Regions from separate parts of the Oryctolagus cuniculus genome. Here regions 2 and 3 are each linked to region 1. Evidence: chromatin contacts called from public Micro-C data. All regions are on one chromosome and are shown on one strand. The core of a region is the stretch at or near the end of the contact, and the rest is flanking DNA. Distances in the headings are between cores, read along the strand shown.

Evidence for each region. A called contact is a pair of places that touch in the nucleus more often than the background predicts.
Region 2: a contact with region 1 is called in a Micro-C map of ear pinna, with 14 times the contacts expected there. The contact joins the promoter of DNAJB14 here to the promoter of TRMT10A in region 1. A contact is called at or near these places in 5 of 6 Hi-C or Micro-C datasets (ear pinna, embryonic fibroblasts, psoas muscle and 2 more).
Region 3: a Micro-C map of ear pinna shows a contact between it and region 1, with 5 times the contacts expected there. The contact joins the promoter of LAMTOR3 here to the promoter of TRMT10A in region 1. A contact is called at or near these places in 3 of 6 Hi-C or Micro-C datasets (ear pinna, psoas muscle and an unstated tissue).

Annotation. Positions count from the first base shown.
Region 1 is chr8:65,772,621-65,776,085 of mOryCun1.1, forward strand. It overlaps TRMT10A (tRNA methyltransferase 10A), which reads left to right and starts at 1,897. Exons shown (of 8, transcript XM_051820154.2): 1 at 1,897-2,051. It overlaps MTTP (microsomal triglyceride transfer protein), which reads right to left and starts at 2,023. Exons shown (of 19, transcript XM_051820148.2): 1 at 1,894-2,023.
Region 2 is chr8:65,415,959-65,419,423 of mOryCun1.1, forward strand. DNAJB14 (DnaJ heat shock protein family (Hsp40) member B14) reads left to right here and starts at 1,842. Exons shown (of 7, transcript XM_008267567.4): 1 at 1,842-2,494. The coding sequence starts at 2,391. H2AZ1 (H2A.Z variant histone 1) reads left to right here. Exons shown (of 5, transcript XM_051820147.2): 4 at 123-252; 5 at 545-980. The coding sequence ends at 606.
Region 3 is chr8:65,473,556-65,477,020 of mOryCun1.1, forward strand. LAMTOR3 (late endosomal/lysosomal adaptor, MAPK and MTOR activator 3) reads left to right here and starts at 1,685. Exons shown (of 7, transcript XM_008267568.4): 1 at 1,685-1,902; 2 at 2,229-2,274; 3 at 3,460-3,465. The coding sequence starts at 2,266.

The DNA of each region.
Region 1 (3,465 bases), core at 647-3,146:
TCTATTTAAATGTCCTGAAGACTTCCCCAGAATCCACATATTCAAAACCAAACTTACTAGTTTTTTCTAAAACTGATGTTTTTTCTGTATTCCCTAAGTAATCCAAATAATGGAATTACACCTTCTTCCTCCTGCCCACAGCTTTTCCAGTCATGTGCAGAAACTCTGACATGCTCAGTTCTTTGCTTTCATTGTTCCCAACACTTTAAAGTCCGTTGCCTTCCTGACATCTGGAAACCTCTACCCACTTTCCAAAATGAAGTAAAATCATTTAGTTTCTGAAATTAAATCCTCTGCCTCAAGGAAGCCTTAGTTTCTCCTTTTCATGTTCAGGCACCTCAATGACATTGTATGCTGTCTGGCTTATACTTCCAGCTCTCCTGCTAGGCTAGGGATGCCTCAAGGGCAGGGATCATGCTTAGTCATCTTTATATCACCTAAGACAAAATGCATGGCCTTTAATAAATGTGTCAAATACATTAAATTATACAAATCAATGAAAAGATTGTTTCATATTTCCCCTGCTTAAATTTTCTGTATGCCTTCAGTCTTTGGTAAAAAAAAATTTTTTTTTTGGTGTTTACTTTGGATTGATTCTAGAATCTTTAAATTTTGTACCATATGACTACAAAATTAAATGGCTATGTCAAAAGAAAATGAATTGACTCCACAGTTAAAATGAGGATTTAAAAAAATTACCTTGTTTTAAATATCTAAGGATGCCTGGTATTAATTCTGGAAAAAATGTATAATTATTTATAAAAAAGATCCCATAGGGGCAGCTGAACAGCTGTCGAAAGATCTGGCACATCACGATGCCAGCCTGAATTTAATGACCTACATGTGAAGGGCTACATATCCAATTACTAATCCTCACTCTGCTACTCTTTGCCCTGATATGGAGGCAGCTGAAAAAAGATGCCCTACTAACGGATCAGAAATGGATCCAGACTTCACTGCCAATGCTCAGGTAACAGAGAACTTTTAGATTTGAGATGAGAGAAAGAGAGGTACCACAACAATGTGACAGCTGGCAGTTCTTAAAATAAAATTTGAGGGTTTAATGCAAGAATGAATTCAGTTTTTGTTTTTGTTTTACTAAATTCAGGAAAGTTCCAATTCTTTTAGAGAACCTCAAATTTTCAATTTAACTTTGTGTTCATGGAAGTCTTTAAACATATTCAAGTATGCCTTCAGACACACTATACTTCAGATTTCTTTCCATACTCAGAAGGTAGTCTTCTCCTAAAAGATTCAAATCTCATTCTTAACCTTCAGTGCCTACAATAACTACTTATTAGAAGTGGGCCAAGAAAAATAAATAATAAAGTAAATAGAAAAGGACAAGATGACTCAGTCTATATATAGCAAAAAGATTATATAAGGCCAAGCACTGTAAACAATGAAATGTCACCTGATATTTTGCAAAACAGCAGAGGAAAAATAGCTCAAGAAATGAATGGTGAGTAAAGTATATGGCTATCTTACTTAAGCCACTTTTTCAAAGAAGGTTTGGAGGAATTCTACATTTAAGCCCACTGTACCGTGAATTTGACTCATTTTTTAAATTTAAATTTCCACCTCAGTTATGTAAAAACACGGGATACTGGTAACACTTCCAATACTTTAGAAATAATTTAGTTAAGAGACACTTTCCTCTTTACCACAGAAGTGCCTTTCCTGTTTCCCATTTTCAATTTTTATAAGGGGTTACCTTAGTCCCCTTTCAACGGGTATGCAAATGAATATACGCCCACAGGTACACAGTTACCTCCTGAAGCTGGAACTACACACACACACCGTAACCACCCCCCACTCCTAATCTCTTTACTCCAGGCCCGCCCCCTTTAAACCCCTCCTCTTTCTCCCATTTCAGGCCCGAAGTTGGCGCACTTCGATGACGTAGGACGTAACCACCGCGGTAGCCGCCACCACGCCCCTGCCTCTGGGAGTTGAAGTTTCCGACGGAGGATTCCTGAGCGGTGTCGAGGAACACTCCAGAAAGGCTTATCTCTGCGAGCGTTCCTGCTCCCCATCAACACCTCAGCAAGGTAACTCTCCGGGAACTGTGGCTGGTTTTCGCCTGCTCTTTGATAGCTTTGGACGCACAATAAGCGCATGCCATGCTGTCCTCGACTGGCAGCAAGGGCTTCCGGGGGAAAGGGGAGTGGGGCCGAGAAACTGCTAGTAGCGCGGCTGTTGCGGAAGGAAGTGACGTCAGATTGTATGCGCCCCCGCGGCCTGTGTGGCCGCTCTCTGACTCGCTGGTTGCAGCTTAGTCCCGCCTCTCGAACGCGTCCGCTGGCGCGCAAGTCCGAGGCGTGGACTGCAGAGTGGGCGAGGCTCTGCCTCCCGGCTTGGCGGGGTTACGTTAGTTGTGTATTCTGAGAGTGGGGAGCCAGCCCGTAGTGTGTAAGGGCGTGATTTTGTAAAGGATGACTAGAGGAGGAGACCTGGGCCCTGGAGGGTCGGAAAACTACTTGGGATTCTGCCACTTTGTGGCCAGTGACGGGGGCAAGTCGCCCACTCCTTTAATCCTGCTTTAGCTTAGTTTTCCCCTGAGGGAACGTGGCGGAGTCCTGGGAGAAGTCGTCGCAGGTGCTGCTAACCCCGCTGTGGTGCCCCAAGGACGATTTTTAAGGAAATAGAGGTGTTAGCTTTATTCCATTGAAAGCCTCTAAGTTTAAACATTGAGAGTTTTAAAAATATTTTAGTATTTATTGCAGAGCTGCCAAGAGGGTAAAAACATCTCTTAGTCAAAACAAAACAAAAAACTTTACCCCTTTTGTCCCAATCCTTCGTCCAAATTAAACATCAGCTTTCGCTGCTGCAGATTGTAAAGGGTGATTCCGCCGCTCTCGCTGTCAAGTCTTTGATCCCATTCTGCAATCATTCTTGATTTGTTTGGATCTTTGTGGAAGAGACTTACCGAGACGGTTTATATCATGCACTTCAACTCATGCAAAGGTTTTTAACCTTTTCACTTTTATTGATTTGTGATGTGTCTATCCAGCCTTAAGCTTTGCTAAGAAACAGGAAACCCAGGGAATGGTGAGCTAAGATTTTTTACATATTCATCGTATCCACAGCAAATGGCCTGAGTCATCTATTGGGTTCTTAGCCTTATAAACCCTATCTCTTATGAATGCACCACGGGATTTTAGAAAAATTGTTTGCTAAAGTAGAATTTCTCACCTATTTAATTGTTTTAAAATGCCATTCTTAAATAGACGTGAAACTTGGTTTAATGAGTGAAAATACGTTATGAGCATCAGTGCATGTGAGGGAAGAACACAGAACACTTTGCATGGAGATTTTGTAAATTATGGCCCACACGAAAATAATCAGAAAGCAAGTGTACTTAGTAAAATACCAAACTGCTTATTAGTTAATCCAAACAAGCTAGTACGTAATGAAATGTTTTAGTGTAGACAGTTGGAGTTGGTAAGAAAGTATACTGTGAGC
Region 2 (3,465 bases), core at 592-3,091, 360 kb before region 1:
CTCCTGGCAGTAATTGCGTGTCCCCTGGATAGGGGGGAACACCTGGCAGATTCCTGTTCCTTAAGCTTTGATTCTGCCCTTGCACCTTGGTCAAAGGCGATTGATGAGCGTCTGCCTTGTAGGTACTTGAACTGGCAGGAAATGCATCAAAAGATTTAAAGGTAAAGCGCATTACCCCTCGTCATTTGCAACTTGCTATTCGTGGAGATGAAGAATTGGACTCGCTCATCAAGGCTACAATTGCTGGTGGTGGTATGTAATAAAGTTGGTTTTCTTCCTTATTCGGAGGACAGAAACCCTTGGCTTCTAACTCCTATTAGATTTTAGTCTAGCAGAGGGCATTTGAGAATGTTTTCATTGATGCAGTATGGCTGGGTCATGAAATTTGGTTTATGTAAACAACTCAATGGGTTTTTGGTATTTTGAGCTTCACATTTTTTTGAAAGATCTTGCACGTTGAAGCGTAAAATGCCTTGGTTTCAAAGTACTGTGTGGTTTTGAAAGTACTTACATTAAAAGTAGAATTTATCTGTCACTCTCCTAGGTGTCATTCCACACATCCACAAGTCTCTGATTGGGAAGAAAGGACAACAGAAGACTGTCTAAAGGATGCCTGGATTCCTTGTTATCTCAGGACTCTAAATACTCTAACAACTGTCCAGTGTTGGTGATTCCAGTGGACTGTATCTCTGTGAAAAACACAATTTTGCCTTTTTGTAATTCTATTTGAGCAAGTTGGAAGTTTAATTAGCTTTCCAACCAACCAAATTTCTGCATTCAAGTCTTAACCATATTTAAGTGTTACTGTGGCTTCAAAGAAGCTATTGATTCTGAAGTAGTGGGTTTTGATTGAGTTGACTGTTTTTAAAAAACTGTTTGGATTTTAATTGTGATGCAGAAGTTATAGTAACAAACATTTGGTTTTGTACAGACATTATTTCCACTTAGGTGGATAAGCTCAATAAAGGTCATCTCCCAAACTAGTTGTGTTTTAAATTTGCTTGCTTGTAATGGAAACTTGTTTTGACTGTGGTCCAGCAGTAACTAGGCACATTTCTTCTGTAGAAATTAAACTGTTAACCTGTAGATCGACAAAGGTCAGATACCGGGTACAAGGTAGTGTTACACCATAATGTGCTATGAATTTCTCAGAAGTTCTGCAGGAGCTGGAGATGGTTAGGGTTTCCTGGGACCAGGGACCAAGTGAGCTGAGCGTTCACCCTGGCTGTGCCGCAGTGACAGCACTGCTCTGGCGCGCGGCCGCCTTGGTGGGCTTGCACCTGCACAGAATGATTTGGAAGGTGTCACTGTGCTTTGGGTGCCAGGCGCTCTGACATGCGTGAGGATGAACTCTTCCCATTTCATGAAAGATTTCTTTGACAGGTCCCGGTTAAGTAGCTAACATGGCAGAAGGTTGACTCCACGTCAAAATTTACCTTGCAGTGGGACTAAGTGGATCCTTCGGACATCTGGTCTTTCTCCGTTTTGAGGGATTGTGAATAATACCGGGCGTTAAGTGTCCCTCCCTCCCCCCCAAAGAGGAGACCCGCAGGCCACATACTTCCCAGTAGTGATGTTACCTGAACGAAAGGACTGGTTCCTGCGTTATTTTGGCCTCGCGGGATTATGGCTGCTTTTCACTGACATAATTGGCAAACTTGGACTTAAGCTAGTTTGTATCCCCCCCCCCCCCCGCCCATTCGGTCGCGAGCCATCTAGGTCAGGAGAATGCAGCAGAAACGAGGCAGTGAGATAAGCCCCGGGCTTGGAGTCAAAGGGCTCTCCATGAGCGCCGGAAGCGCCGAGTTTGGGCAGACAGCGCGTTCTCACCTGACCACCGCGTCCCGGGCCGCGGGGCCGGGGGCGGGGCCGCCGGGGCCTGGGAATTTTCCTCCCGACCAGCGGCCCCCTACTCCATTCCCCGGCCGAGGGCGGGCTCCCGTCGGCGCGAGCCGCGCCGGGAGGTCGGGGGGCGCGGTGCTGCCGAGGCGGACGGACGGACGGACGGCCGGGTCCCCGCCCCGGCGGAACCCCTCCCCGCGGCGGCGGCCGGGCTGGTCGGCCCGGGTCCTGCGGGCGCCGCGCACCGACCGCCGGGACGGCCCGCAGCTCGGTCCGGGGCCGGAAAGGATGCGGCTCGCGCCGTAGCGGCCCGCGGGGGGCGGGGAGGCCGCCGTGAGGAGGCGGAGCTCGAGGCCCGCGCGTCCGCCCGGGCCGCCGCCGCCGCCGCCGCCGCGGTCCCCTGCGCTCCTCCCGCCTGCCACCGCACGCCCCAAGCCGGGCCGGCCTCACCTCCTCCGCGGCGGCGGCTTCCGCCCCTCGTCGCTGCGCTACCGGAGGAAACGGAAGCAGGCGCAAGCCATGGAGGGGAACCGGGATGAGGCAGAGAAATGTGTGGAGATCGCCCGGGAGGCGCTGAATGCCGGCAACCGCGAGAAGGCCCAGCGCTTCCTGCAGAAGGCCGAGAAGCTGTACCCTCTGCCCTCGGCCCGCGGTGAGACCTGGGTGGCCCTCCCCTCCCCATCGCTGGGGCCAGCGCGCAGCCCGCCCCCGCGACCCCCGCAGCCGGCGCGGCCCCCGCGCTGGCTACCCCGCCGCCGGGCCCCGGAGTCCGGCGTCCCGGCCCAGCCGGGGCCCGCCCGCCTCGGCGGCGCTGCCCCGGACTCCCTCTGCACCAGCCTGCCCGCGGGACGCCGGTGCGCAGGCGGCGGGCGGGAGCTGTCAGCCTCGGAGGCCCCTTCCGTCCGTGCCGGAGACCCGTGCTGCCTTTCCAGAGCGGGGCTTGACATTCGGACGCCTGAGATGGCCTGGCCCTGCCCCCGCCTCCCCCAGCCCCCCGGGCCCCGCCATCCTCACCGCCGAATTAGGCCTAGGCCCCTAATGAAGTGGGGAACAGGGAACTCTCCCGGCCCACCGCAGGCGCCGCTGTCTCTGGGTTCTCTAGAAAAACTGTTCCCAAAGCCAACCTTTCCGAGTACCTGAGATGACATTGCTTTTCCGTAGGAGGCAGACAGAGGGGTCTTTTACAGGTGGCACGAATGAGCAGGAGTCAGAATGAGTTGCTAAACGGTGTCTGATTTGATAATTACTGATGAATTAGACGAATTTCCTTGGTGGGATCCTGGACTTCGCTTAGTTCCATTCACCTTGTTCATTGCCCTACTTTCTAGGCTTCAGAGTAATAATGGCCAACCTAAGAACACTTACTCAAGTGCCAAGAGTTGTTCCTGGCTTTTTATATTGACTCCTCAGAACGATCCTATATAGAGGTACAGGATTCACTGGAACAGGTTGACTCTTGTGAGAACAGGGTTTTGGATGAATGAATGAGTGAGTGAATGAATGAATGAAAATATCTTACCTGAGGTTACAAAACAGTCAGTGGCACACACAGAATAGAAGCTGAGCTTTCAGCTTCCATAAGGCCTTGAGCCACCACACTCTACTGCCTTGCCAATGGGATGT
Region 3 (3,465 bases), core at 435-2,934, 300 kb before region 1:
TTTAGGCCAATCACTATTTTTCCTGGTCCTATGCTAACAGTCATAATACTAATGAATTGATGCAAATAGTTCGAGTACATACGGAAGTCTCCCATTAACTTCTCGTAATTCAAAAGTCACCGCACTGTAAACTAGAAATCCTGCCGTTCTTTCATTTTGAAGGCATAGTAGCGTTTTGAGATTTGGAAGGAACAACAGGCGGCTGAAAATGTGAACCTAGAACACAGATGAAAGGTGCAGGTTTAGTACTGCCATTCTCAGGGCACCATAGAAAGAGAAAAACATCACTGGGGAAAACGGACGGTCTAGAGAAATACCATCTTCTGCAGAGTTCGGAGGCTGGAGCGAGTGGTATCTGCAGCGTCCCAGAAGATGAGACACAGGAGTTTAAATAAAGAAAAGAAATTGATCTTCAGTAATGTCAGTTGCTATGGAACTGTTGAAGTTCATTTATAATGATTGGGAGGTCACTTGTGGAGCTCCAATTTCAGTTTTATCCTCTCAAAGAGAACAGTAAATAAGTATCCAACACTTTCCCTCACGTCTTGGGCTAGAAGTTAATTCCTTCTGCACTCCCACTTTTATAGACCGAAAATGAAGATTAATAAGTGTCCATAGATCTCATTTTCCAAGGTGCACTCTTCTGTTTTGAATAAATGAGATCTGAAAAAATCTGCAACTAAAGCAAGGAGCTTAAGTTTTTCCTCAGAGAGGCCGAGGCAGCGCTCAGCTAAGGTGTGATTTTGCTCCCAGAGGGTTTGTCATAAGGGAAGTTTGTTACTAGAATCTAGCTGGCCAAGGCCAGAGAGGGATGTTGCTACACAGGTTGTGATGCACAGTGCAACCCCTACAACAAAGAATCACGTGATGGAAAATCTTAGTGCAGAAGTTGAGAAACCTCGGGCTAGGGTGACTGGAGAGTCCCCACTTCTACTGTTTCCTAATACTCCTTACCACCTGCTGTGGGCTTTTGTTAAATGTGCAATCAAGGTACGAACTAAAAAAAAAAGCACAGGCAGCCCTTAAAAGGCACATCTGCCCGTCAATAAGCAATGAAAGAGGGTAGTTCCCTGTCTGCCCGAGGTGCATCCTTGACTCCAGGAAGCACAGCACTCCTCTACTCCTTCTAGATATGGTCCTGAGTCAGAGAGCATGGGAAATTCAAGAGGCAGGCATTGTGGTCCGGCCTCATTGTGATTCAACCTCCGCTCGGGAGGCGCGCATCCCACGTGGGAGTCCCTGGTTCAAGTCCTGGCGCTGCCTCCTGTCCAGCTCTTTGCTAACATCCTGGCTCCTGTAGCCGTTTGGAGGGGTGAGCCAACGGATGGAAACGCTCGCCCTCTTTACCCTTCAAATAAATAAAAATGAATAAAAAAAATTTTTAAGAGAGAGAGAGACTAGAAAATTGGGTCAGAAGCCAATCTGGATCTTCTAATTACTGGCAATTCGGTGCCTGCTACTCCGTTTGTAACGCCATTCTCTCAATTTTTCATCCACAAGAAACGGTTTGAGAGTATGGTCACTGAAAAACTAGAGAAATCATGCACCCTGGCCGCAAAAGAATGTCTTCTGGCACAAGCCTTCGAGAGCAAACATTTTCGAGAAGCGTTTAGCAACCAGCGTCCCGCAGCCGACGTCCCTTAGACAGCGCCTCAGCGCGCAGGCGCCAAGAGAGGCTCGCGGCGGGGCGGGCGGGGCGGGGAGCGGGGCGCTCGCGGTCTCCCCCTCCCACGCTCAGCCCCAGCCTCCCCGGAAATTGCGTATCCCTGGACACCAACGCGTAGTAAGTGCTTCCTGGGACACAGATGGGGTCACGAGTCATGTGATGGCGCCTTGCAGGGGAACCTGGCTGAGCTTTGCTTGAAGTGACAGCGGAGAGAACCCGGCGGCCCAGAAATCCAGGTATCTGGCAACGCTTTGCCCGGTGGTCAGGCCTGGGCCCGGGAGGTGGTGAGACGGAAGAGAGGGCGAGCCCGTTCTTTCTCCCCGTCTTCGGGCGCAGCTGTCTGGGGGAAGTGGGCAGGGGTGGAGGGGGCTGAGGTGAGGCGATCCCGGCTGGCTCCCCGTCGCGGGGCTGGGGAAGTGCGGCTCCCTTTGATCTCCCTGGTCCGAACCCGAGAACCGCGCGGTCTTGTCGCACCCTGACTGGGCCTGATCCCGCTTAGGAGGCTGCTGGTGGGAGGGGAGGAAGCCTGGAGGGAAAGAGTCACCGGGAGTTTCTCTTGCAGGCGTGCAGCTTGATCCTGCGGGAGGAAGGGGTTCATCATGGCGGATGTGAGTTGACAGCCCTTACACGAGAGGAAGGGGAGGGCGAGGGTTTGGAGGAGGCTTCTGAGCCGGGAGAAGTGGAGCTTCCCAAGTGGAAGTTTGTTTTCATTTTGGTTTCCCCACCTCCTCCTAATAAGCTCTTTTCTTTGGGGCCTGGAGCGGGAGACTGGCAGGAATGGGCTTGCGGTGTCCTGAGCTGCTGCCTCGAGTGTGAGTGCAGGACACTGGGATGCCTGAAGTGGAGAAAGTTGTATTCTGTCCCCTGCCCAGTCTTCCTGGGCCATGAGAGGCTCTGCGCGTTGACCACTTGGAACTCTGAATGGTGGCTTGTTGCCTTTCCCGGGAATATGTGGTGACTTAGGAGATGTGCTCAGAACCCTTTTTTCCCAGGAAGTGGTCATGATGTCTCGTTAGGTTCATTGCAGCAATTTAGGATGCTTTCAAACCCATTCCGCTTGGGCGCTATTAATTCAGATTTTGTGTGGGCAACATGACAACAGAAGCCGGTGGATTTAGCTTTAAGTAAAATGGACGTTCAGGTTTGGGAAATATTAGAGGGTAGAGATTCCGTACAACAGATACCTGATTTATCCACGTAGAGGTCATAATTGATACCCAGATTGTCCGTGAAATTCCTGATGAGAGAGCATAATAAGACAAAATAGTCTTCTATTTCTTTAGTCCCAAACACTTGACGCAGTCGCTTCGTCATGTTAGGAAATGGAATCTTAGGGAAGTTCATTAATTGACTCAAAATCATTCAAATGATAGTGGGAAGTCTGTGAACAAGGGAAGGTGGTTGTAATATGTTGTCAGTTGCACACAGACATGAGATAGAAAATAGTATGGTAACTGTGATCTAACTTTACAGCTCCCGTGTGTTTTAAGTGTGCTAAAAAAAGAACATGCTACTACATTGCATCTTCTCAGACTTTAACAATCTTATGACTCAGGTTCTGCCATTATCCCAACAAATAATGAGCTGAAACCTTAGAGGGGAACATTAGTTAACTTGGAGCACCAAGTTACAAAACTGGGGAGTAACAAAATGCAAAAGAAAAAGAGAAAACACTGGCATGAAAAGTCATGAGTGATGACTTAAGGTTCCTGAAACACGGGTAGGACAAGACCTAGAAGAGCAGTGGAAGGCATGTTATTATAATATGATTTTTTAAAAATATTTTCTTTTAGGACCTA